Regions from separate parts of the Mus musculus genome. Here region 1 is linked to region 2. A link is a contact called in public Hi-C data. All regions are on one chromosome and are shown on one strand. The core of a region is the stretch at or near the end of the contact, and the rest is flanking DNA. Distances in the headings are between cores, read along the strand shown. Region 1 overlaps Gm15270 (predicted gene 15270). Region 2 overlaps Gm15270 (predicted gene 15270).

Evidence for each region. Hi-C and Micro-C count contacts between places; a contact is called where the count stands out from the background.
Region 1: a Hi-C map of liver shows a contact between it and region 2, with 2.1 times the contacts expected there. The contact joins two enhancer-like sites. A contact is called at or near these places in 6 of 484 Hi-C or Micro-C datasets (liver and nephron progenitors) and 5 of 115 datasets of contacts at active chromatin or transcription factors (embryonic stem cells, heart atrium, hepatocytes and 1 more).

What each region holds. Positions count from the first base shown.
Region 1 is chr10:24,533,941-24,539,807 of GRCm38.p6, forward strand. All of the region lies in intron 3 of Gm15270 (predicted gene 15270), which reads right to left. Among named protein-coding and RNA genes, the nearest start is that of Gm36089, 16 kb to the right of the region's middle. Within about 2 kb of position 1,686, at least 20 of the 459 cell types and tissues checked have an H3K27ac peak or open chromatin away from gene starts, as enhancers often do. A contact at or near this core is called in hepatocytes and liver, where this site is marked.
Region 2 is chr10:24,462,073-24,468,100 of GRCm38.p6, forward strand. All of the region lies in intron 3 of Gm15270 (predicted gene 15270), which reads right to left. It overlaps Gm40615 (a long non-coding RNA gene), which reads left to right. Exons shown (of 3, transcript XR_871526.2): 2 at 319-552; 3 at 1,164-1,459. Among named protein-coding and RNA genes, the nearest start is that of Gm40615, 4.2 kb to the left of the region's middle. Within about 2 kb of position 2,014, at least 10 of the 459 cell types and tissues checked have an H3K27ac peak or open chromatin away from gene starts, as enhancers often do. A contact at or near this core is called in hepatocytes and liver, where this site is marked.

The DNA.
Region 1 (5,867 bases), core at 436-2,935, 72 kb after region 2:
TCACTGAGACCCCAGGCACAGATTCCTTCCCCTTGGTTTGAAAGTTGGCACTTACCCCACTCAAAGGTATTTTTATGTCCTTCATAGACAAACATTACAGACGAAATTCTTAACATATTTATAAGAACACAGTCTTTGTACTTCACTGGTGGTGCAAAGGGGAGGATATGACAAGGGCTTTACTGTGTTTTCCTCTAAACAAGGTTGCTATGAACTTGGAAATCAGTCGTCTCTGGCTTTCAACTCAGTATCCCAATATACTTATTACTCTTTAATGGAGATGGTATCATGCTTCGTTATAAAATACCTTAAATATGTGTCAGTTTCTCAGGTATGATATCTTTTACGTATCTGTATCATGTTCATTTTTAAACAGAAAGACAGAGACAAAGTGAATACATTTAAGCAGCATTTAAAATGATATAAATCAAGAAAAAAAATTCTCCCATGAGCCAAGATTTCTCACAGGAAGAGATGAGGGGAGAGAAGTCTCAGGTGGAAAGACAGGCGATGGTGTTGTCAGACATTGGTGTGTCTCAGTGTGACAGACATGGGCAGGGACGGGTTGTGAAAGAACAAAGGCGTGCTGGGTGTGCCGGTGTCAACAGTTTCCTGATTCTAACACTTAAGACAAGGCTTCTAAAAATCTAGCTGGAGAACAAAACGACTAAGGTGATAGCCAGGTAAAGTTGTATAAAATCCTATTCTGGCAAAAACCTTCCTGCAGTCACTTGATCAAATCTGTTTTTCTGATGTAACCTGGGCCCAAACTGGGAGGTTTTAAACACTGAAATCCTCTCTACATAACAAGAAGTAATTTCTCCCCTCTTCTTCAAAGAGAAATCTTTCTATTCAATGAAAGGTTTTGAATTGAACATTCAGTTATAGAATGTTCAATTTCAAGCTGTTCGGTTGACCCTCGGCTTTCTCTCCAAGTTCCCCTATGCCTTTTGCCTTTAAAAGTTCAGAATGTCTCCAACAGTAACTGTTCAATTCTGTCTTGCAAGCCTGGACTATGGACAGTGATCTAACCTCTTGGAAAAGACATGGAGTGCACCCAAAAACTGAGAGAGACATTCTCTCGTCCCAGCCGCCAGCTCACGGGTTTCAAAGTCCTGGGACACACATCATGAACAGCCTAGGGCTCTAGCATGTAAGTGGGCAGTGCCAACTCAAACACAGAAAGCACTTCTGCAGGTATAAACAGCAGGCCGGGCCCAGAAGGCAGGCAGCAAGGAGGCAGCCAGCCAGCCAGCCAGCCCGCCAGCCAGCCAGCCCGCCAGCCAGCCCGCCGGCCGACTTTTTGCCTGCGTCACTCTCCCGCAGTCCTCTCCACATGGAAAAAAGAAACTCCTCAGTTGGACTGCAAACTTGGGCTCAAAGAAAATGAATATAGAAATAACCTTAAAAGGATATCTCCCTTAAAAGGGAGAAAGGTCTTCCTGGTGGGTATCCGTGTTACTGATGTGTGGCAGTGTGCGTGGGTATACCGGGACGCACAGCCACATACACACACACACCCCTTGACAGTGGTGTGTCATCAGTAATTGTTTTAATTTTCCTAAAGCAGCACATTTGGCCTTATTTTGAGTATGTCAAAAAGAAAGTCACGTACTTCTCCTGTAGAAATTCGGCCATTTTCTGTGAGTAGCCTTAGTGTTCACAGTTTCCTAAGTATGTGTTAATCTTTAAACATACACCCGTCTTCCAATGTCTGAGCACCTATTGCTGACCTCGACAGTCAACGGGAACACAGATACTCATGTCGGTGGCTTCAGATCATGTGACTGAACAGCAGGGGAACAAAAGACTGTCTCCACCACTGAGAGTAAAAGAACCTGAGCTTACCACACTTAAAGACACTGAGTTTTCTCTGCCTGTGGAGTTGTAAAGGCCATCCCTAGAGACACAGTACATGGGCTCTTTCCCCCTAAGAGTGCTAGCTAATGGGTCTTACTATAAAGATAATTTTTTATACTTCCACTCCATTTTTTCTTTAGCTGAAGTTCATTTAGCAAACTCATTGTATTATTTTTCTTCATTATCCCTCAACTGTCATCTCATGAGCACCATTAAATGTATCATGATGAAATTGCAGACACAAGTAAATATGTCCCTACAGTCAAAAATATAACTCCTACTTGGAAAACTGGACTTTGAATTTATAAAGTTTATACAATGGTAGGTCCCTAAACAACTCCAATATTATTTTCACTAACTGTGCTAAAATATGCACACTATGTTCTGAGACCTACCCAGAATGTATGGGAGGACAATATACAGAAAGAATGGTCCCTGGTATAAATGTTCGCCTGGGGGTAGACTAAAAGAGTCTTTACATTTGAACTAAGAAATATGAACATGTTCTCCAAAGAGACAAAAGCTCACAATGACATAGGATGTTAAACATACCCAATACCATATGCACACATGTACTCTGCAGTCAGATCACAAAGGACCAGCTGAGACCTGCCCTGGAAAAATCATCTTGGGCTATCCAAACCCAGCTTGAACATTATCTCTGTTGGTAGCTAAGAAGAAGAAATAATTTTTCTCAAGTAACTGATGCTTCAGGTTTTCTGTTATGGAAATCCAAAAACCAAAGAAGTCCCTTGATAACAGGTTCGTTGGCTTCTGTGTAAAGCCTCTTGCCTTACCAGTAACGTGTCCTGTGCGTATCGCTAGTGCACCTTGTTTCTAAGGAAAGTGTCCTTTATAATTTTGAATGACTTAAATTTAGATGAAGTCATTTGCTTTTTAAAGCAGAAGGCTTAATGTAAAGAGATTCCTCCCCAGACACCAGAACTAATCAATTTTATAAAACCCTTGTATTTTTTCTTTATTTTTAAGTTAAGGAAATATCAGGCCTGATGGAGCACAGACTTGATATACTCATGACTGAGTTATCCTGTGAATCAAACCTCCCAGAGGCCACCGTATCTCATCTTAAGGAAACTGAAGACATTATGAACTATATACACTATGCAGTAGATACTGTGCACTTGGTGCTAATAAAGTTGAATGCAGTGGGAACCTATATAGTACATAATCGTGGCTGTGTTTTCAGTTAAGAGCAAGAGAACAGGGCAAGTGCAGTAGTTTCTTGCTGTTTTTACTCTGCTGTTGTTCACGTTCTCTGGGGTACTGGGAATGACCTAGGATATCTGAGACCAACTCTATAAAGCCACCACACATCTTACCTCATTTACTGGTCATCTGATCAACTTTATTTTTGTATGTGTTCATTTTCTATTTCAAATGCAAAGGTTTCATCGTCAGAGAGCGACTTCATTCTGAAGTTACTCTGCTAGTTAAATGATGGAGCCAGGATTCTCAGTTGGCTGCTCTAAGATCTCAGGTCTTCATAATATCGTGTGTGTGTGTGTGTGTGTGTGTGTGTGTGTGTGTGTGTTTCAATTCTTTCCCACAGAAAGTAACTATAAAGAAGCTTATTATGAACAGAACAAAGGCTTTATGAAAGAATAAAATACTAATGATTCACACAAAAAGAACTGAAAAAAAAATGGAGATATCAAATTTTGGGATAAAGCATCATGGACTGCGTCCTGTTAATCAATGAATTCAGTGTGTTGCCAACAGGATAGGTGATATCTGTTAAGCTTATTCTAAAATCTATAAAAGATAAAAAAATACATTTAAAATTTAAAGGTGTTAAAATACATTTTAAATCTAGACAATAATTTTAAAAGAAAATGGACTTTACATCCTTAGAAATGAAAATAGTGCATCACCACAGACAGAAGTAGTTTGGAAAATAGAGTGTAAGTAGAGCCATATATGGCCATATAAAAGTCACAGGATGGATTACAAATGGGAGCAACATGTAGGGAAGACTTTGTTTATTTAGTATAAAAATGGGGGAATTCTGATTATGAGATAGATAGATAGATAGATAGATAGATAGATAGATAGATAGATAGATGATAGATAGATAGATAGATAGATAGATAGATAGATAGATAGATAGATAGATAGAAACAAAATAAATTATTAGAGTAGCCTTAACATTTTCATACAAAAAACTTACAAGTCAGAAATTTTATGAAACTTAAAGAGAATAAAATCACAGAAGGAAAATCTACATATAACCTTGGGGTGAAGAAACCTCCTATCATGAGGCATATGTTAAAAAGCAATAAAGGAAGACTAGTCATTCTAGTTATATCAGCCATAAAGTTTCTATAGTGGAAAAAAAACTATACGGTGACAAAAGAGACTGGAGGAAGGGATCATTCTCAGCCACTTGCTTTGCATATAAAATATTAGAATTCAAAATATGAATGTATCCTCTGTGCCAAATCAATAAGAAAATCATTTGACATAAAGACAAAAGTAGATGAGTAAAAACTGACAACTGGATTTTCACAGATGTGAAAAGACACATGTTAAATGAATAAGTAAAAGCTGTTCAACCATACTATAGTAACAATTACCACAAGGAGCAAATATATTAAGAACAGCCATCCTCAGATTGTAAGAAGACAGGCAAATATTTACTTCCTTAATGTAAAATTCTACTGTCTTTGCGAATGATGATTTTACAGTAGCTTTAAATTTTAAATAGAAAAGTTAAATAATAGAACAATAACAAAATCAACACGGAAATTTCAGTAATTGTCTATGTATGCATAGTGCATTTGCTGAAAGGGGAATAATGAAAGCAATATTATTCTCATCCAAACAGCATCCCTGTAATGTTCAGATAAGGAGTCATATAAGGCTCTGAACAGCCAAAGCTGTTCTTCTTTGTTCTTTGAGTAAGAAGAACAAAGTCAAAGGCGTCGTGACCCTGATTTCGAGATGTATTGTAGAGCCACAGAAACCCAAGTAGAATGCTATTAGGCTAACAGCAGACACACTGACTGGTGGAACAGACTTGAGATACCAGGAACAAATCTGTACTTTGGTGACAGTGCTGGTTAATATTTTGTCAGATTGGTGCATGCTAGAGTCATCTGAGCAAAGGGACCTTCAGTGGAGAAAATACATCTATTAGATTATTTGTAAACAGGTTGGAAACATTTTCTTGATTAGTGATGTGAGTAGGTCCAGTTCACTGCGAGTGGTTCCATCCTTGGACAGCATGTCCTTAGGCTGTGTAAGAAAGCAAAGTGAGCAAGCCATGAAGAGCAAGTCAGTAAGCAGCATCCTTCCATGGTCTCTGCTACAGTTCCTGCCCTGCTGGAGTTTCTGCCATGGCTTCCCTCAATGAGAGCCTGTGATTTGGATGGATAAGCCAAATAAAATTCTTTTTCCCCCTTGTTGCTTTTGACCATTATGATTATCACAGAAATAGAAAGCAAACTAGGACAAATGACAAGTGACGCTCAGAAAAACTATCAAAATCATACATTGTAGAAAGATGCCTCTGCATGAATGCTGGGGAAATTGGACTTCCACATGCAAAAGACTAGAAAAAAATTAGATACCCAATGATGTCCAGTTATCACACTCTCAGATGTCAGGGCTCAGCAACTGCTATTGCTGTGGGTGGTTTGATAAAGTTGTTAAATTGTTGATACTTGTTTGATAAAGTTTATAAAGTCACTCTTCTTTCTCAGCATGTATACAAAGCCAAGGCAGGTGAAAGACTGGATTTAAGATCCAGAACCACTAGAAGAGAACAGGAAAAGCACTTCAAGACGTCCCTCTTGGAACTGATTTTCTGTGTCACACCCAAAACAACCCACAGGAAACCGACACAAAAAGTGACAAATGCCTATGATAACAAATCCAAATCAGGAAGCTACTGCACAGCAAAGGGACAGATGAGAGAGTGAAGAGACACCCTGCATAGCAGAAGACTGTCTGCCAACCACTTGTCACATCCAGAATATATGCAGACT
Region 2 (6,028 bases), core at 764-3,263:
GTAAGATCCCCCTGAAGTATAGTGGTGCCACTTACATCTTGACGGTAGTCAACAGTTGTCTAATTGGAGTCAAGGCCCACTAACAGGCAGGAAATCATGCATCATACAATAAACAGAGCCTACGACACGTAGCTAGTAACATTGTGGATCTTACTGAAGCTACTATTGCCATTTCCCTAAACCAATGTAATATAGCATAACTGGAGTCTAACCTAACTCCAGTATAACCTGATTGCTGTCTAAATACTTGCCCCCACCTCCACAGATTAAGTGGAGCCTTTATTCACCTTTATTCACCAGCTTTCTTACTTTTTGTAGCAGGAGACAATTATAGAAAGGCATAACTAATCGAAATTCAGAGAACACCAAACTGTGAAATGTGCAGCTCCAGCAGAAGCATGTCAGCACCGAAGTCTCAGGAACTGTGGAAGAGAGAGCCAGAGGCGTAGGGAGCCTGCTGTGAGGTGACATGGGGGCTACACTGATGAAATCACAGCAACACAGCTGCCCAAACAAGATCGGAATGATGCTCACATAGATTGACAATGAAAGGTCAGTGGGAGAAGTCTCATAGGGTACCAGCCGTAAATGAACAGCTATGAGCTGTTATGAGCAACTAACAGCCACCGAGAGAGGGACAATTAGTCTTCCCCAAGGATGAAGCTTCCCCCACTGGCTATCCCATACCAAGCACTCAGCCCTGGCAACACTCCTGCAGGTGAAAATGAACACATTCAGTAGGGCACATCTATATATTTATTTGTTTATATGCACATATAACAACAACAACTGAAGAAGAGATCACGCATTGATTTGAAAGGGGTCATGGAAGAGACAGAATAGAGTTAAGGAGGAAATGATGTAATTATATTTTAATTGATTAATAATTTAAAACTGACAAGGTTTATTTTATAAAAGTCCCCTCTGCCTAACTATAATCCATTCATTAAAACAACCATGTGTTAATTTTCCACTTAGCCTACATGTGTTTCTTAAAGCTTCTCTGCTTTAGTTTATGTGCACTGAAAGTAAGACCTCTGCAAAGGAAACACCTCTCAATGAATAGCGCTTTTCCCTTTTATCTGTGTTCTGAGGCCTCCCCATAGATCCTTTGGTGTTATCAAAACCAATGAACATTTCACCACACTCTGATGTTTTATCAGATCATATCAACTCGTTTCCTGAAGCTTAAAGAAGCACTTCCATCCATCATCATTGGGAAGTCCTCAGGAACTCGCCAATTCTCTCTCCCCACCTGCATCACCCCAGGCAGAAGGGCTGAAGCGGTGCACTCTAACATCACATGGTAACACAGCTTCATCTGTCAACTCTTGGCTTCAGCATCCTGGGGAATTCTGATGTGGGGAAACATTTCAAAGCAATTGTCTTACCCTTTGGATAAAACCCAGTGCTAGCTGTTTTCAAGATAAGAAAATAAAGTTTCCCATTGGGTCTGTTAGCATATTGTCATTAAACATTTATTTTTTATTCAGTGAAGAGTTTTGGCTGGATCCTGATTATATAAATATTAGTTATATGAATTAGAGAGTTCCTCATCTCATGTATACCTATCTCACAAGCTGAGACATGGTGAAGATAGTTGCCTAGGCTGGGATATTATATGATCGTAGAGTCTTCTATCCCAGGCACTGGGTTGATCATGATGCTAAGGGAACTTAGAAGGAAGACAACTAGAGCTTTGGAGGTGCCTCTCTGAGTAAATAGCACATGTTAGTACAGCGATGAGCATGGAGTGAGGGCATTTGGGTAAGGAAGAGTATACTGAAAGCTAAAGGGATGTCGTTGTATGAAATGACATGGAAACATCAGTACCTACATGCAATTTGCCATTATCAGTGCCTACAATGCCAAGACTAGAGAACTGGTGGTAAAGTTGGAGTTCTTTGAAGGAGAAAGTTTCATGGAAAGAATTGGTTAGTACCAAGTCCTGTGAGATCCCCTGGCTGAAAGGACTTTGTCATTCTTCTCTAGAAAAGTGCCATAAACTCATTAGGCTAATTTTTAACTAGTATAGAATTTGGGCAAGAGATTTCTACCTTGTGTGGGTAAATAAAAGAGGTTTGACTTATGATGTGGAAACAAAGCAGAAGTCTAGCTTGATTGAAGACTGGGTTGTTTTCAGAGCTACAACACAGACACATATTTTAACATAGCAAATTTGCAGTGTTAACTAAACTATGTGTTGTGGATATCCAGTGTGTCTGAGGTTATGGCCTCTACCATGATTAACTTGAAAATGAGAACAATTTTATGAACTTAAATCTGACTTCTTGCTCACTTCAGTTCCATGTGTCTTTCTTAGATTCTGACTTTTAAGGCCAAAGCATCCCATGATGCTTTGGGTGAGGAGAGACAGAAAAGCATTGCTTTCCACTGCTTGTATTTCACTAATCCCTCTCTCTCTCGCTCCATGGGTCTGGAGTGAGGTCTGTTCTCCACTGTGCACTGCATACAAACTATTCCCAGTTGACCACATCCGCTGGCCAAACCTCACTTACCAGTCCCAAGGAATGTACAAACTCAGGTTCCAGAACACTGCCCGACTGATCAGTCTGGCTGTCTAAATTGGGAACTAATTAAATGTTTTTAACTTTGGCAGCCTTCTCTAGAAAAGTCTCTCCTCATTTAAGCAGGACAGGCAGCCATTCTGAAGCAAACATGCCAATGAAATCCTTTGGGGGTGGGAGGCACCCAGTCAGACAACAAGAAACAATTGCTTTTTTACATGGCTGTGGTCTGTTACTTTCTCTGTGAGTATACACAGACTGATACAGGATATGTGTATACCCATATGCAAATAGATATAACCACACAGAAAGAATTAGATTACATTTCTTTGATGTAAAGTAATCAAAAGTATTTTTTCCTTCTATTTAAGGTTTCAATTCAATCCACCAACATTGATAAAATACTGTATTTCTAGGCTACATGTTTCAAGTGGTACATAACGCATTCTGGATGCCATTTAGATGTGGGAAGAGTAGGAAGCTAAGGTGGTCAGTTCATTTCTACTCAAAAGTATACTAATCACAGAGGCCTGTGATCCAATTGCTTCAGAGTCTGAGGCTGGAAGGAGGAGGGTGAGTGTCAGCCTGGGCTCTATAGCAAGACTCTATCTAAACCAAACCAACAAACAAACACCTTATCTGATGATATGAGAGGTCTGGAGTCAGGCAGATTGGCTCCATGATTAAGAATCCTTGCTGCTATTCCAGAGGATCCAGTTCAATCTTCAGCACCCATACTGGGCAGCTCACAAGCCCCTGTAACTTCCTGCTCCTGGAACTCCCTGTTCTGACATCCACAGGCAGCTGTACTCCTGACCATACACCCACACAGATACACAAGCATAAATATTAAAACTTGGAGCACTGTTTAAAGATTCTCCTCTGCATACAGAAATATTCAAAGCAACAAAGCCCCAATGGTCGTCTAAGGAAACTTACCGCTTGTACCAACAGCCTATGAAACTTAGATTGGGTTTTGTGGAACTACGACCAAAATCCTATGAGAAGACTAAAAAAGAGGAAATTGCTTCCAAAGGAGATGACTTCACCTGGACTTCTGCAGGTCTTTGAAAGCCCAGGGATGTTTAGCATAAAAATCTATGTCACTGATCATTGAATACTGGATTTTCCCTGGATCCTGTCATTGAAGAGTGGCAACATCAGCTTCTTCAAACCTTCTAAGGGGGACAGGAAGTGAACTGGCCTAAGGGGCAGTTGGATTTAGGTTGGCTCGTGCACAGTGATTCAAGAAACCCTACCAGAAGCAGTGAGGTGAAGGAAGTTGCTGAGTTTCAACTTCAGGAAAAGACTCGCTTACCCGCCAGAGTCACCACCGAGCTCCAAGCATCACTTAGGATGACAGATCTACACCAAGGACTTGAAACCAGACTCTGGGCTTGTTTAGAGTCACCAGTGTGGCCTGGGCTCTCTCCTTCTGTGCTGGCATTAATTGTAAGCTATTGTCCCTTTCACTAAAAGCAGAACTTGAGACACTGAGGTACAGCTTGAGCCAGTGTTTCATTAGCTTCTCAGGAATGTTTACTGAGGTGTGGTGTTTTGAAAAGCCTTTAATAAATAGTACGCCATGTTCTCCGAACCTTTATTTTTCTAAATGTGTGGGGAGGACACTGTTTTTTGCTCCTTTGCCAGCATTCCAGAACATTCCTACTGCTGGGAATTCAGTGCCATTCTCTGAAAGTAGACACTGTGACCAGAGCTTTGTACTGTAATAATATATTCACATTTTTCAAAATAAGAAAGACCTGACTTCGTAGACAATCCCAGATAAAGAACCATCAAGGTGTAAAGCAGAAATCTTTTCCCAACGTGAATGGGAAGAATCACAATTCCTGTTTGCTTTCAGTGTGTTATGAGACAACAAATGGTAAATAGATCTTTCTTTAATATCTTTTTCATGCCATTTTGATCCATTCTGGAAATAATTATCAAATGACTCAGACCAAAAGCACTGTATGAGAGCCACATCTTGGCTAAATGATGTAAATATCTGTTTCCCGTATCTGGACATAGGACTCTTTCTAATTTACCAGTGTGGGGCAATATCCACAGAACCTGTCTCTGCTTGCAGAGTGTCTTTACTGGCTGCCTTTTTTTTTTTTTTTCTTTTCTCATGCCTGGGAAAATGTGGAGGAGATTTGCATCCAGTAGAGAAGTAAACTAGTGGGACCGGCTGGTGAAGGAAAACCATTATTTTTGTCTTTCAGCTTAGAAATAGAGGTTTACCAAGAACGCACACAGAAGACATTTTCCACCTAGTCAGAGACCAGTTTTAGACTTCACCAAAACACTTGCCAACCATGAAGGATGTGACCAATTCCCAACTCCGTGAACTGAAGGTGCCCTGTTTTAGGATGGATTTGTTTGGGTTTCTTTTTATTTGTAGTATTATTTCTTTTCAAAGTAGACTGCAATTACTTGATGTGTCATTTCCCAGAGCGCACCATCATGGAACATGCCATTTACTGTACAGCATCGGTTAGAGCATCACTGTGCCACAAATTGCTTTGGAAACTAAATGCTGGGCCTTGGTATTTTACAGGAGTGATATGAAGGAAAGTGAACAATGAACAATAAACTATAGAAAATGCCTCTGAAGATGAAGGTCTTAGCTTTAACCTTGAAATAGCAGAAAGTAAAGGAGTTATCTATGAAGAAATATCATGGAACATTTTTTTTCCAAAATTGAGGTGTTACAATAGAGATAGAAAATTTAGGAAAGTGGTTGGGGACACACATTAAATCTTGTATTGGTTAGAAAGGCAATTCATTTTAAATGTCTCCGATTTTAAGGCGTGTAAAAATGCACACTTAAAGTATTATCAAGGCCTTCTTATGCATTAGTCATTAAAGTAGAGTGACTATGAACTCTGAGGCTATTTAAGGTCTATAAAAAATATTGAAATGTGTGGGGAGGAATAGTGCCTCCAAACTACAGAATAAAGGTTCAAAGTGGAAATCAGTACATGATTAATTAAAAAATGTTAGGAAAATAACATATGATCAACTAATCAATAGCAACTCGACTCTCACAATTTTGACATATAATGTATTTGATGTGGGTTAAGGGTAGATTTTAATGTATAGATTATACATGTTGTGTGGCAAAAACTTAAGAGTAGAGGGTCCTGAGAACTGCCCTTAATAAGGTCAATAGCATCAATACAGAAATCTGTGCTTTCCTAGAGTCATTGGAAATTAGACAATAGAAAGGTAAGAATCCGAAAGGGCAGTAATAAACAGCAAAGCAGTGGGCTTGGGAAATTACCGCATCTCCCAAGAACAAGCAATGCTGGCTGAAACCAATACCGTTCTTCTAGATTAGGACCTACTATATAATAATGTCTCTTTGTTTTTTGTTTTTTTAACAACAATTTTATTTGTTGACACGCAGGTGTATTTTAGCATAGGTAAATATGCTAATAGCATCTCAATCAGGATCTGGTTATGCCCCTGTGGATACTTTCTTGACGATTGACATC